Linked DNA regions of Zea mays: all the other regions are linked to region 1. A link is a contact called in public Hi-C data. All regions are on one chromosome and are shown on one strand. Each heading gives the region's core, a stretch centred on a gene start, on an enhancer-like site or on the middle of the called end of the contact. The rest is flanking DNA. Distances are from core to core; before and after follow the strand shown.

Region 1 (4,659 bases), core at 557-3,056:
ACTGGCTATTTGTATCTGCCAATGTAAGGGAACAGAGTATCGTGTGAATCATTCTCTCTGTAATACACCTTCACACTTTCAGCCAGCCGTAGCTAGCAAGCTCCTGCTGACGCTCCCCATGGCATCCTTCCGATTTGGCCTCGCCACCACCTTCCTCCTCCTCGCCGTTCTGTCCCTCCACTCCACCATGGGCGAGACCGAGGTCCCCCGAGCAAGCTTTGCCCATGAGCCCAAAGAAGATCCTGCTGCTTATCGTCGCACCTACATCGTCTTCGTCTCGCCACCCGTGAATGCCGACGCCATGAGCCGAAGCGCGCATCGCCAGTGGCACGAGAGCTTCCTGCCTACCACCACCGAGCAGCTGACGGATGAGTCTGGGTCCACCGGCGACACGCGCCTGGTGGGCTCGTACACGGCAGTCTTCCATGGGTTCGCCGCCCGGCTCACCGAAGCCGAGCTTTCGGCGGTGGCGAAGCAGCCGGGCTTCCTACGCGCGCTCCCCGACCGCAAGCTGGAGCTCTTCACCACGCGCACGCGTCGTTCCTCGGGCTTAGCAGGGACGAGCACCGGTTCTGGAGCGACGCCGGCTACGGCAGCGGAGTCGTCATCGGCGTTGTGGACTCGGGGATCGACGGCAAGCATGTCTCTTTCCGCGACGACGGGGTCCCGGAGCCACCAGCCAGGTGGAACGGGGCCTGCACAGGCTCTGAAGAAGACACCGGCCGGTGCACTCGCAAGCTCGTCGGATCCAAGTCCTTCGTCCGAGGTTACGACCCCTCCGACGACAGCATTGGCCACGGCACGCACGTCGCAGGGAACTTCGTCGAAGGTGCGTCACTCCCTGGCGGCCTAGGCTCCGGCACGGCCGCGGGGATCGCACCTCATCGCCGTGTACAAGGTGTGTCATGATGATTGTTAGAGTTATAGATGGAATGCCATCATAGTCTTCCGCCTTCACGGTATTGGCTGTATAGCAGTAATTGATATGATTGGTTCCTAATATAGCAGTGATTGATATTGACCGGTTCTTACTTCTATAAACCGGCCTATATGACTGCTATATATATTGAGTCTCGGCCACCAATGTAATTATCAAAAAAGATTATATGAATACAATCATGCTTTCATGGTATCAGCCGTCGCTCCTGCGACCTTTCTATTTCCGTTTCCGTTGTAGCTTCTCAGCGATGTCATGACGCCCGGCGCATCCGCGCGTCACGTCTGGCTCGCCATCGAAGATCAGTTCGTCGGCAACAAGGAGACCCGTGCACTCATCCTCGACGCCGAGTTCCGTAACTTTGTGCAAGGTGACCTCTCTGTCTCTGATTACTGCCGCAAGCTCAAGTCTATGGCGGACTTCCTGGGCGATTTGGGCGAGCATGTCCCTGACCGAACTCTTGTTCTGTCCGTCCTACGCGGTCTGAATGAGAAGTTTGTGTACATGGGCGCCATTCTCAAGCGACAGAAGCCGTTCCCCTCCTTCACTGAGGTCAAGAATGATCTCCTGGTTGAAGAGATCTCCATGGCCAGACCTTCGGCACCCTCGCAGGCACTCGTCGCCACTGCTCCTCGTTCTTCTGCCGGACCGGCTCAGGGGTACGCCACTGCTCCTCGTTCTTCTGCCGGACCGGCTCACGGTACCCCTGCTTCATCTCATCATCCAGGGCCCAAGAAGAAATACAAAAACAAAAAGCATAACAGCTCACCAGCTTGGCCTTCATTTTACAATCCATGGACTGGGCTTATTCAGATGTGGCCGGGGGCGCCTGTGGGCCGCTTCCTGGCTACCGCTCCCCTGGCCTCGTGCAACAGTCGCCACGGGGTGTTGTTTCGACGCTCCAGCCAGGACCTCAATCGGCCTTCCTCGGTGGGCCAGTTGGGCCTTCTTTCGCTGGCCATGGTGGGCTATTGCCAAGCCAGCCGGTCCTGCCCACACCGACCGGTGCATTCGGTGCACCGCTTCCTAAGAACTATTGAGAACTACGTTACCACGGATCACCAGATCCGCTCCCTTCCCTCCCGTCAGCGGCAGAGGCGCAAGAAGATGTAGAAAACCCGTCTCCTTTCCCATAAGCACGACAGAGGAAACACACGAGACACATGATATAGGGTTGGGCCTCTGGCCTCTTTCTGATCTCTGTATTCCATATGAGGGGTACATGTTCTATATATAGAGACGCGATAGCCCTCAGGGCTATATTCGGTATTTGCTCACATAACTCTTCATTAGGGTTTCTCAACACTCCCCCTTGGGCGAATACCGCGACCAACACATGCCTCGTTAAAACTCCAAAAAACCCAGTGGGAAAAATATGGAGAAAGAGTGCATGGTGATACAAATTGCATTTACACTTTGTTGCCTCGTTAAAAATCTCATGTGAGAAACTTCAAGAAAACTCATCAAGGGAAAAAGAGTACAACAGTTGTCATCGGGACAGATTTCGATCATCTGGGATCTAGATTCTACCGAATCTTCTACAAAGGCTAACTTTAGAAATGTGCTCCCCCTGAACCTTGCAAAACTGTATCAATAAGGCAAAACATCTTCTTCTGGAAGTATATGCACATAAAGATTTAGCAAACGGATTGCATATCCTTGCAAGGACTATTTCAGGAACTTTACCTCTACTCACTTCTAAAATATTCGAGGTAAGTGCACGTATCAATATAAATAAGCCACTTTGACTGATGGTATTCGATCGACTGGATCTATATATTTGATAGAAAGTTCCATAAAGGTTCACATATTGATCATCAAGCTCACGCCTTCAGGACATAGAATATGACATTTATTGTCTCACGATTGTGATCAATATAAGCATTCGCTCCCCCTGATGATGACATCTGTCAAAGTCGTTATCCCTCATAACTCAAGCATATTCTTCAAGATATATGTCTCATTGTTCATCTGGAATAACAAGAATGGATGAGGTTGGGGTGCTATCATTTTCTATCTTACACCATAATTTATACATAGTTGTGCAAAGCAAGTAACATGTCCTTCAATAGGACTTAGGGGGCAATATAGTTGCAATAGTACATATTCTAAATATGACACATCGCTCCAGGCGTTCATCCATTGCAACATCTATGATGGTGTAACAAAAGTCCATCAAAGATCGTAATCTATCAGGGATTTTTCATCGACAAGATACATCGTTATAGTCTGTCATTCTGGCACAATGGGGATATTTTGCCAGTGACACCTAAACCTTATAGGTTTCTGCCATCAGAGCTTTAAAGGATACCGTAATTCCACATCTAGTGGAAATTACCATGAGTAAAACTCATGGAATGCACATGTGCTTATTCGGTAAACTTCAAGTCCTTTGGTACCTCATCTTATTCCTTTTCGGGTCTATATGGGTCTTTATCCCTTTATAGGGATTATCAAACTTTGGTGTTTAACACAGACTTTATTTCTTCTGGAAAAGTTCCATCAAGGAACTATAATCTCATCTAGGAGATATTCTCTCTACATAGGAGAGTGATCATTCATCAGGAATGTATTATATAGTACGAGATTTATATGTTGCATATTTATAATTCAAAGATATGAGTCCCCGTAGGATCTCATGCGGATCTTCAGAATCCTATTAACTGCATATTTTAATTCATGCCATTTGCCAGATATATTACATAGCGGAACAGTGTTTATTCAACACATACGTGGGATGGGTCTCTCATGAGACCACTTGAACCATCGCATTCACCACACATTATTTCAATAGTGCCCATAAATATCCGAACTTCTAGCTCGTGACTTTTATTTTGCGATTATTGGTTCAACCTCGATTGCATTTATCAATGACCCGATAAGAGAGCTTAAAGCACTCATGCCTAGGACTTTGTTTTGGATCCATTTGCAATCTAGAGGGGCAAGATAGGTGTCGACATATTTGTCTCCCACATTTAATAATGATCTTCGTCATTTCCCAAAACAAAAGATTCATTGTTCCGTATTCCCAGCACAATGATATTGCGCGCATTGCTAGGAATTTCATCATCAAGATGAACCTCTTCGTGAGGCAAAACACCATCAAGGTGAATTAATCGGAGGAGAGTTATCACAGACCACGTGAATGTGCAATCAGAACATATGCTTTGACTAAGGCTGATGGATCATATTCGTAGGCGTCCCCGAGAATAGATAAAATACCAGTAAGTCAAATGTGGATGATATTAATCCCGGGTATATCCACACCTATATCAGGTAGAAGCATTCAGACCAATATGGTTACTCATCAACGATTTCTGGCAAACTCCATATACACAGGAGTACACACCGAACGACAGGTTCAGTTTGGCTTTTGTGTGTTTAATAGAATATTGAGGCATTACATTATATGAGCATTCCTCCCTCTAATGCCGAGATGTTCTAAAAGCATACAGATAAAATCCCCAACCACAATCATCTAGTTTGTGGCCAATGTATGCTATTGTGGTGATTTATTTGGGAAATCTTACGCACATTACATATAGGGGTTTTATGCAGTGAGCTTTGGACTTAGATTAATGTAGTGGCATGAATACTACATATTTGTCCTTCAACATGAAGGGTTAGTCTCAACATCCAGCGAGACACGCACAACAAGTTGCTTAATGGTTATAATTCTGCAAACTTATTGTTATTACTACCAAATGCATAGTCAATCATTA
Region 2 (4,659 bases), core at 945-3,444, 250 kb before region 1:
GAGAAAGAAGATAGAGCAAGTGTCGAACCAGCTGCTGAAAGGGCTACTAGAGAAGCTAGGATAAAAGCAGAACGTGCGGCAGTCGAGCGAGCAACTGCTGAAGCTCGGGAGCGGGCAATAGAAAAGGCAAAGGCTGAGAAGGCTCTTGCAGAGGCAAGAGAGCGGAGGGAACGATACAAATCCTCTTTCAAGGAGAGTTTTAAGTCCACCAATCAGGTAGGTTTGTTTCATTGGTATGGTACATTGAGTGATGCAGTTTGAAATTCAGACTCTACTATGCAACCTTCTTTCCTTTTTCTCTTCCCTTTTCAGAGAAAATGCTGACTAGATATAAATTTGGTTTCTGGATGCAGGATATTCGACAGGAGTCACAGTTTCATAGGGCAACTTCTAGTAATTTCATCCGAAACCCAGATTCCAGCAACAGAGGTACTTAATATATTCAGAAGACTTTATTGTAATTCATGTTTTCTGAGGAAACCTTGCATGCATTTTGTAAAAAAAAAGTATTTGGTTGTTACTAATCTAATTTTCTACTCTTTGATATTTGTTGGCAGCAATGGTTGAGGTTGAGTCCGCTTTAAGACATAAAGCAAGATTAGAGAGGCATCAACGCACAGCTGAGCGTGTGGTATAGCTGATACTCCTCTGTGGGGTTTATTTCATTTTTCTTTCCTTATGTTTGTCGATAGTTTGGTGACACGCACATTCCCTATTTTCAGACAAAAGCTCTTGCCGAGAAGAACACGCGGGACCTGCTGGCTCAAAGAGAGCAAGCAGAGAAACATGTAAGACATTTACACACAAAGAACATTCTCTCTGTACCTGCATTTATTCATAGCATTGGTGTTTATGTATTTCAGAGGCTGTCTGAATTCCTGGATCCTGAGATCAAGAGATGGTCAAATGGAAAGGAAGGAAATCTGAGGGCCCTGCTATCCACATTGCAATATGTAAGCAGCTAAATTTCATGCATCCTTAAACCCGTAACATAGAACATGGAAAAGGTTATCACGTGTCGCTCTGTTTCCCCTGGCAGATTCTTGGTGCCGATAGTGGCTGGCAACCGGTGCCACTAACAGATCTCATTACAGCGGTTGCTGTGAAGAAAGCTTACAGGAAGGCAACCCTATGTGTCCATCCAGATAAACTACAGCAGAGGGGCGCTACGATCAGACAGAAATACATATGTGAGAAGGTTTTTGATCTTCTTAAGGTATGTGCTCTGTCCACATTGAATGCTCTGGTTATTTGGAAGTTGGATCTCTGCTCACCTGCTGCCACCTGTTTTGCAGGATGCTTGGAACAAATTCACTTCGGAGGAGCGCTAGGGTGGCGGGGGTGCTAGAGCGGCCGTTTATTTTGAGGCAGGCGATTCGTATATTTTCTATAGCGACGTCGTCAGTTTCTTGATTCAAAACTGATTGTAAATATGCAGTTGTAGCCCTAGATATCCGTGTCAGAAACACAGCGCAGATGATGCTGGTTAGTACCTTATCTCAGAATCAGTTCAGCAAAAAGAGCTCCATTGCTCGTAAGTTTCCAAGCCCGCGCGGTGGGTCGAAAACTGCCCAATGCATTGGTCAGATGGATCCTTTACGGTAGAGTTTCAGGTAGTTAGAGAATAGGGATGACTGACACGATTGGTCGGTCGGACGGAAACAGCCGGCTCTTCTAGCTCCGGAAACCTGTCGTAGGACTTGCCCCCGTCCAAAAAAGAGAGATAAAATTCTAGTTCCATCTAAACAAAGTGTTCTAGAATTTAATCAAATCTATAAAAATGATTTATCTCAATGTTACATTATTGTAACTAAAAAACGGCCTATATAAATGAAGGTAACAATATCTATTATTAAATATCTTAGTCCGATCGTGAACGATTTATTTGGTTGAAAATATCCTCTCCATAAGAGAATTAATGTGGTGTTATTTTGTATCATTTCAAGTAATATACGGACATCCACGTGAAAGTAGACTAGTTGTTGTTGTTCTTGTTGTTGTTGTTATTATTATTATTATTATTATTATTATTATTATTATTATTATTATTATTATTATTATTATTATTATTATTATTATTATTATTATTATTATTATTATTATTATTATTATTATTAAGAGAACAAAAAAAGTAAGAAGACAAACATTTGGCGTTAGAAAAATATTCTTTCTAGAGTGGAAGGAGCATTATCATCTCTTAGATTTTAGGAAAAAAACCAAAATAAATCATAGGGTGTGTAATAACCTTACCATAGCAGGAACGGCCGCGGTCCATTGCGATGGCAATCTGATGGGGTGAGTTGACGGCCGGTGGTGGTGCGCTCACAGCAGCGGCGAGGCAAGGAACAGAAAATGTGACGGGGTTTCGCCGGCGGTGGATATGGATGAAACATATTGATTTTTTCAAGGTGAATATCCAAAATACTACCCTCCCTCTCCCTCCCCACGCGTGAAAGAGAGAGAGCGTTGTACATGTCTGTAGAAGTTGTTATGCATGCAATCCGCTCCGGACGCTTTCCGCTTTCCGCGTCTCCAAAGTCCAAACACAGCCACGGCCCACGGTTGTTGCTCTATATATTCGTCCTGTCCTGGATCCAAACCTCATCCATTTCGCCTCCAGCACCGCTAGCTATCTGACTTCTCGTCCCCTACGCCGCCACGCTTGCCTCCGATCCATCACCACCCGCCCGCCCGTCATTCTGCTGCGATCCTCGCCACCGGTTTGCGATGCTCGCCAAGCGCGTTGCTGCCATCAGCTTCTTGCTCGACCGCGACGACGACGACTCCTCCGGCGCGGGGGCGGGGTGGTGCAAGCGGCGCCGTCTCTGGACGACAGCGGACTACGAGACGACCCGGGTGCTCGGGGAGGGCAGCTTCGGCGCCGTCGTCGAGGCGCGGCACCGCGCCACGGGTCAGGCCGTCGCCGTGAAGACACTCCGCGCGCCAGCTGGTGCTGGGGCGGAGGCGGAGGCGGGGGCCAAAGCTAGCGCGAACGCCGTCGCCTCCAAGACGCTGCAGGAGGCCGAGCTCCTCGCGGCCTGCCGCGGCCACCCGTCCCTGGTCGGCCTGCACGCGATCGCCATCAGCCCCGCTACGGCCGAGATCGCGCTCGTGATGGAGTGCGTCGGTCCCAACCTCCACGACGTACTCAACGGAAGCCGCTACCGCGCCGGCCGCCCGTTCACGGAGCAGCAAGTGCGGCTCATCATGCGGCAGCTCCTGGCCGGGGCCAAGCACATGCACGCGCGCCGGATCATGCACCGGGACATAAAGCCCGGGAACATCCTTGTCGGCTCCGGCTCCGGCGCCGGCGCCGATGACCGCGAGCCCGTCTCCGTCAAGATATGCGACCTCGGGCTCGCCGCCTCGATCACCAAGCCGGCGTACGGGCAGGCCGGCACGGTCCGGTACATGGCGCCGGAGATGCTCCTGGGGAAGCCCGACTACGACGCGATGGTGGACATGTGGTCCCTCGGCTGCGTCATGGCGGAGCTCCTCACCGGGAAGCCGCTCTTCGACGGGGAGGACGACATGGAGGTGCTCAGCTTGATATTCGGCGTGCTCGGCGTGTCGGAGCGGACGACGTGGCCGGCATTCAAGTCCCTCCCGCTCGCCGCCATGGTGCCCCTGCCGCCCGTCCGCCACCCCAGCATGCTGCCGAAGCTCTTTCCCAAGAAGCTCCTGTCCGCGGATGGATTCGGCCTCCTGCAGCGGCTCCTCTCCTGCGACGCCGACAAGAGGCCGTCGGCGTCGGTCGCGCTCCGAAGCCCGTGGTTCACTAAAGACACGGACTCTGCTGCTTCAGTTTCTGCTACAGCAAAGATGGCTCAATGATCTGATCTAGAAGAAGATTGTCTAACGTATTACTATACGCGTACTAACCGACAGTTATGAACTTATGATAGATTGATTGTTATATGCTTTATTTTATGAACTTGTTTGTTCATCCGGATGCCATTATTTTATTCATTCTATCCTTGGTAGATGGTTTTTTCTGGACATTGACATAGTCTCGAAAAAACAACTACGAATAACATGCACGAGAAGCAATTCGACTTGGTTGTCAATCCAAAACAGCACAACTAACAAACTGAACAAACAAAAAGCTTAACGATCACCATTTTTCCGTATTTATGTTCCTACAGAGAAGGACCGATTTTTCTTGATTGCAGCCCCACCACCACTGGTTTGTTCAAAATGCCTCGTTGCTCTGTATGAATCCACAAGACTGCAACCGAGTGGCTGGCCACGCGGAACTAGAAAACATAAGGATTTTGGAAACCTCACAAAATTATCTGCTACCTGAAACATTCTCCAAGAACTTATTCTGAAAGAGACTTCCGAGCAAGAAAGAAGTACGTGCCGATTCTGCTTTGGTTAAAAAAAATCAGACTTACTTCTCACCCTCTACAAGACCTTCTCTCAATGCATTGTGGGGGCAAGACCAATGTACTCCAATGCCTAGGCCTAAAAAAATATCAACAAGTGCTCAAATGGCCATTCATTAAAAAAAAAGCCTTTTTTATTGTTCAGAACAAATCGGGCAGTATTTCTAACAAATGATTTATCTATAAGTAAAATGAACTAAAAATTGGCATGGATCCAAGCGCAACTAGCAGGCCAAGGGGGAATCCTCAACTAGATCCTTATCCCAAACAA
Region 3 (4,659 bases), core at 820-3,319, 160 kb after region 1:
AGAGAGATGATATTCAGAATCGGACGGCCTTCGTGAATGAAGACCTAGACTGCAGGCAACCATCGTCGTTAAAAATACAGGAAATATATTTTTTTGCGTGCTTGAAAAAAAATAGCTATGCGTTTCTCTTCCCTCGTGTTTTCTAAAACGTTTGCACAAGTTTAGGTCTCGTTTCTTCTCGGAAGGTGAGGGACTCAAAAGAAAATATAGGCTAACTAAATAGAGTATATTGTGCGCATCCAAGGCTTTGGGGGTCTTGTCATCCTAGATCTGAGGTTACAAAATAGATGTCTTCTAAGTAAATGGCTTTTTAGACTCATTGATGAACAAGGTATCTGGTAATGTCTCTTTCAAAATAAGTATCTAAAAAAATAAAACAATAACCCAAGTAGAACACATGTTCGGTGATTCTCACTTTTGGTCCGGACTCATGGAGGTAAAACGGGACTTTATGAGAATGAGTCATTTTGTGTTAGGGGATGGTACACATATTTAATTCTAGGAAGATAAATGGTTGGGGTCTGTCCCTTAGAAAGACCAATTTCCAGATATGTACAACATTGTGAGAAAGAAAAAAGGCAACGGTAGCTAATGTTTTATAACATTATCAGCTTAATGTGGCATTTCGTCGGTCGCTTAATATAAATAATCTAGCTGCTTTGAATCAGATAGTAGCTAGAGTATTTACTATTAGTCTAGCTGATCAAAGAGATACGTCTGTATGGGATTTTCTCCTGCAAGGTCAGTTTACGGTCAGCTCTATGTATAGGGCTTTGGTCGTTCCGAACATTGTTTCGAGAAACCACCCCATCTGGGATTTAAAGCTACCTTTGAAGATTAAAATTTTTATGTGGTACTTAGTTAAAGGCATAGTTCTAACAGAGGATAATTTAGCAAAAAAACAGTGGAAAGTAAGTATTAAATGTTGTGGATGCAACTTAGATGAATCCATTCAACACCTTTTCTTTGACTGTCATATGGCTAGATGTGTTTGGAGAGATGTACAAATTTCATTGAACATTACTTCACCTTCGTGCATCCAACATATGTTTGGCACTTGGCTAAAAGGTTTAACTTATAGACTTAAGAGTCTGATTTGGGTTGGATCATGTGCCCTCTGTTGGGCTATATGGTTAAGTCGTAATGATGTGGTTTTTGATAATGCACAAGTTTCCACTCCCTTGCATGTCACCTTCAGAGGAACACATTGAATAAAGTCCTGGACACTGTTGCAGAAGGAGAATAGACCTTAATTAAAATGGGGCTGTCGTGTGCTTAAAACGACAATGATGGAGATCTTTTCAAATAATGGATGGTCTTTTATCATAGATTGAGAGCTTAAATTCACGAAACCTTTATAGAATACGAGATTTTTGTTCCAAGGTAGAACCCCTATGTTTGTGAGTTTGACAGCCACATGTATCAACCGATACAGAAGCTGGAATATTAATAATATTCCTTTTTTCTAAAAATATTTTCCTAATATAAAAAAAGAGTTTCTTAGTTATAGCTTAATAATAATCCCTTTTCTAAAAATGTTTTTTCTAATATTTAAAAAAGAGTTTCTTCGTTATAGCGCAACGTCCATTTTTTCTGAATTCTCAAGAGTTAGAATCATCGGTGTCCAACAAAAAAAATATGGAGTCTGATTCTATAAGTTCCCTGCTCTGCAATGCTCGGACACGTTTGGTAATCATTAGGGCATCTCTAAAAGCTCTCCAGAAGTCTCCCCTAAATCCAGTTTTTTAGAGAAAAAAAATAAAAACGTATCTCCAACAGTTCCCCTAAAGCGCTCCTAACTTTTTTATAGCTCTTAAAACTCCCTCATTTGTAGCTACAAATGAGGGGGTTTAGGGCTCACGAGAAACAATCTACTACTTTAAGGGATTTGTTGGAGAAAAAATTTAAATCTATCTTCACTAGTTATTTAGATGTCTCTTAAAACTGATTTTAAGGAGTTTTCTGGTGAGCTTTTTAGAGACGCTCTTCATAAGTCGTCACAAGTATATTTTGGGACTGGCCTGACACACTAGCACAGAATGCCCATTTCATGAGGAAACTTGGCCTGCTTGCAGCATAGCCCTCGGCCCGAATCAGCCCAAAAATGTTTGGCCCAGATTTAACATAAACCTTGCGTGGGCTGTGGGCAGCATGATCAAGTTCGGGACGAATAATGTGGGAGCGGCGCCGTGGTGCATGAATCAGCGGCGGGAGCCACGGAATATGACGATAACGGTCGGGTGTCACACGATTTCGGACTTCCCCTCCCCTTCGAGCTTTGTTTCGCGTCTAGGGAAAATGGGATAAGCTGCGGAAGGCCAAATGCCTTAGCCTAGAAGCAAAGGTACAAACTACAGACGAGTACGTGCCCAGCAGCTACAGACGAGTACGTGTTGTATCTGCATTTGTTTGTTCATACGTTGGTGTTGTTCAAAAAACCATTCGACGGTTATAAATGGTCGGCCCGTTCGGTTGACACGGAATAGAAGACCGGAACTGTTCCTACCCAGATTGCTTCTTTAATTTATATAAGTTTTGATCAACATGAACAATTCTTGGTGCATTCCTGCAGAAACGAACGGGTCCTAAGGCTATCTTCGACATATCTCCTATCTTATCTCTTATATATGACATCCCCTATTTCAAACTTTACTCTACAAACAGAGTTACATAGTATTATCGACAGTTCCACGTCTCTTATTTATTACCTCTGCTGGAAACAGTCTAACCATATTATATTGAAGCTCTATTTGGTTAGTTTTTTTTAACATGTTTTAATTTTCTTAAAAGCAAAATTCAAAGAGGAATTAAGATAGAACAGTCCTCGTAAAAAAAGGCATTCGATTCAAAATATTCTAAAGTGGGCGGGAAGAAAAGCACTTAAATAAATGACCTTTGGTTCGTAGTTTTAGTTCCAAAAGTATCAAAGCATGTGCTAATGAGAGGTGTTAGACTATCTCCAACAGACTCTTTATCTCACTCCTTATTTCAAACTTCACTCTATAAACAGTGCAATTTATAGTACAGAACAATACTTTGCACGACTCTTTACACGACCTGCTAATATCGCTCGAAAAGGAGCAAAAAGTAGTAAAATTTATCGTTTTTTGCTTTGGTTCGAAATTTAAAAATCGATCTGATTTTCTGTGTATTCCAGTTTAGAATTTAAAAATATAAAGTCAAACTTTGATCAACAAAATGGTTTTCTGAATTTCAAAACGAAAATGTAATCCCTGGTCAGTCCCATATCTAAATTTCAAGGGCACTAGATTTCCTCCTGTTTTGGTAGGTAATACCAACGATGACTAAATATCCTTTGCAGGTAAATTCAAAATAAGATCACCCAAAACTTAATTGGTCACAAGTACTTGTCTATACATCTATTCGATATAATCCACATGTTTCAACTTTGCAAAACCCATCTAACAAATCACCACACACTTATAACCTCTGCTAAATCCACTAAACAAACTACACTCACATATAACACACCCTCGAAAATAATGATTCAGATCGTTGGGTAACCCTACCGTATCTTCCTTACTTAAATCAAATGATCAATGGTCGTGTTTGTTTCAGCTTTTTGCAGCTTCTGGCCACCAAAAGATGCTGCGGACTGCCAAGCGCTCAGCTTTTCAGCCAGCTTCTATAGAAATCATTTCGGTAAAAACCATTCAAAATCAACATAAACACATAATCGGTTGAGTCGTTGCAATAGTAGGAATCCATCACTTTATAGATCCTAAGCCCTATGGGCACCTTTATCTTACTCCGCACGTAATCCTAATGATACTCAGATTTTCTACACAGCCAGATTCTTCGAAAAGTTGGCAGAAAAAGCTGAACCAAATAGGCCCAATGATATTTGCATCATCCTCACTCACACACCCTCACTTGCACCTCCCCTCTCCTCCCTCCTCGTGATCATAGCGCGCGTAGCGTTAGCACGGGTATTAGACCAATGTAGATGAGTTGATAAGGAAGCTACACGTGAAGCAAGAGATATTGGGTTTTCAATGGCATACACTACAAAGAGGTCCAGAAGATTTAAATTATGTCTCACACACAACTAGTGAGTGTAGGAGCTATAATTCATGTGCTATATAACTTTATACCTAGCTGGATATAATAATTTACGATACACACTCAACAAACAATATAGCCAAAAGATTGTGTCGAAGAGGAAATCTCCGGCCGGGTGGCGGAGTGCACCCGCCCTAAATCCTAAGATGAGGAGGGGCCTAAGCGTTTTGCTTGTTATGCGGATTAGTGGATGAACTCATAAGAACACACCAGGGTTTAGAGTGGTTCGGGCCGCCAGAGCGTAATACCCTACTCCATTGTGTGTTGTATTGCTTGAGAGCTTGGGTGGATGTGAGGATCCCCGTGAGTCTGTCCGTCTGTTGGGACCTGCCCTTTGTAATGTCGCATGCTTCCCCTTTTATAGCTCAAGGGGGGCACGTACAATAGGTGCTTAGCCTGACACGTGGGCCCAAGAACAAAATGGAGGGAAATAACTAACGCCTGCAACGTCCGGGCCATCCCCGAGTGTAGTAATGCCCGTAGCGCTTATAGTATTGGCTTCTCTTGGTTGCTTCCTCGGTAACGCGCGAGTTGTCATGAGTATAGAACATGTGACAGTACGCCGCCTGCCAATAG

What was found. A called contact is a pair of places that touch in the nucleus more often than the background predicts.
Region 2: a contact with region 1 is called in a Hi-C map of endosperm, with 1.7 times the contacts expected there. The contact joins the promoter of LOC103630776 here to the enhancer-like site in region 1. A contact is called at or near these places in 3 of 25 Hi-C or Micro-C datasets (ear, endosperm and leaf).
Region 3: a contact with region 1 is called in a Hi-C map of tassel, with 1.5 times the contacts expected there. The contact joins two enhancer-like sites. A contact is called at or near these places in 2 of 25 Hi-C or Micro-C datasets (ear and tassel).

The regions. Positions count from the first base shown.
Region 1 is chr6:177,983,880-177,988,538 of Zm-B73-REFERENCE-NAM-5.0, forward strand. No RefSeq gene overlaps it. Among protein-coding and RNA genes, the nearest start is that of LOC100191988, 61 kb to the left of the region's middle. Within about 2 kb of position 1,807, at least 18 of the 20 cell types and tissues checked have an H3K27ac peak or open chromatin away from gene starts, as enhancers often do. A contact at or near this core is called in ear, endosperm, leaf and 1 more, where this site is marked.
Region 2 is chr6:177,730,319-177,734,977 of Zm-B73-REFERENCE-NAM-5.0, forward strand. LOC103630776 (putative cyclin-dependent kinase F-2) reads left to right here and starts at 2,195. Exons shown (of 1, transcript XM_008651839.3): 1 at 2,195-3,943. The coding sequence starts at 2,728. The coding sequence ends at 3,834. It overlaps LOC103630775 (auxin-like 1 protein), which reads left to right. Exons shown (of 8, transcript XM_008651838.3): 2 at 1-216; 3 at 354-429; 4 at 558-631; 5 at 723-788; 6 at 864-953; 7 at 1,040-1,216; 8 at 1,296-1,567. The coding sequence ends at 1,331.
Region 3 is chr6:178,143,897-178,148,555 of Zm-B73-REFERENCE-NAM-5.0, forward strand. No RefSeq gene overlaps it. Among protein-coding and RNA genes, the nearest start is that of LOC103630784, 39 kb to the left of the region's middle. Within about 2 kb of position 2,070, at least 16 of the 20 cell types and tissues checked have an H3K27ac peak or open chromatin away from gene starts, as enhancers often do. A contact at or near this core is called in ear and tassel, where this site is marked.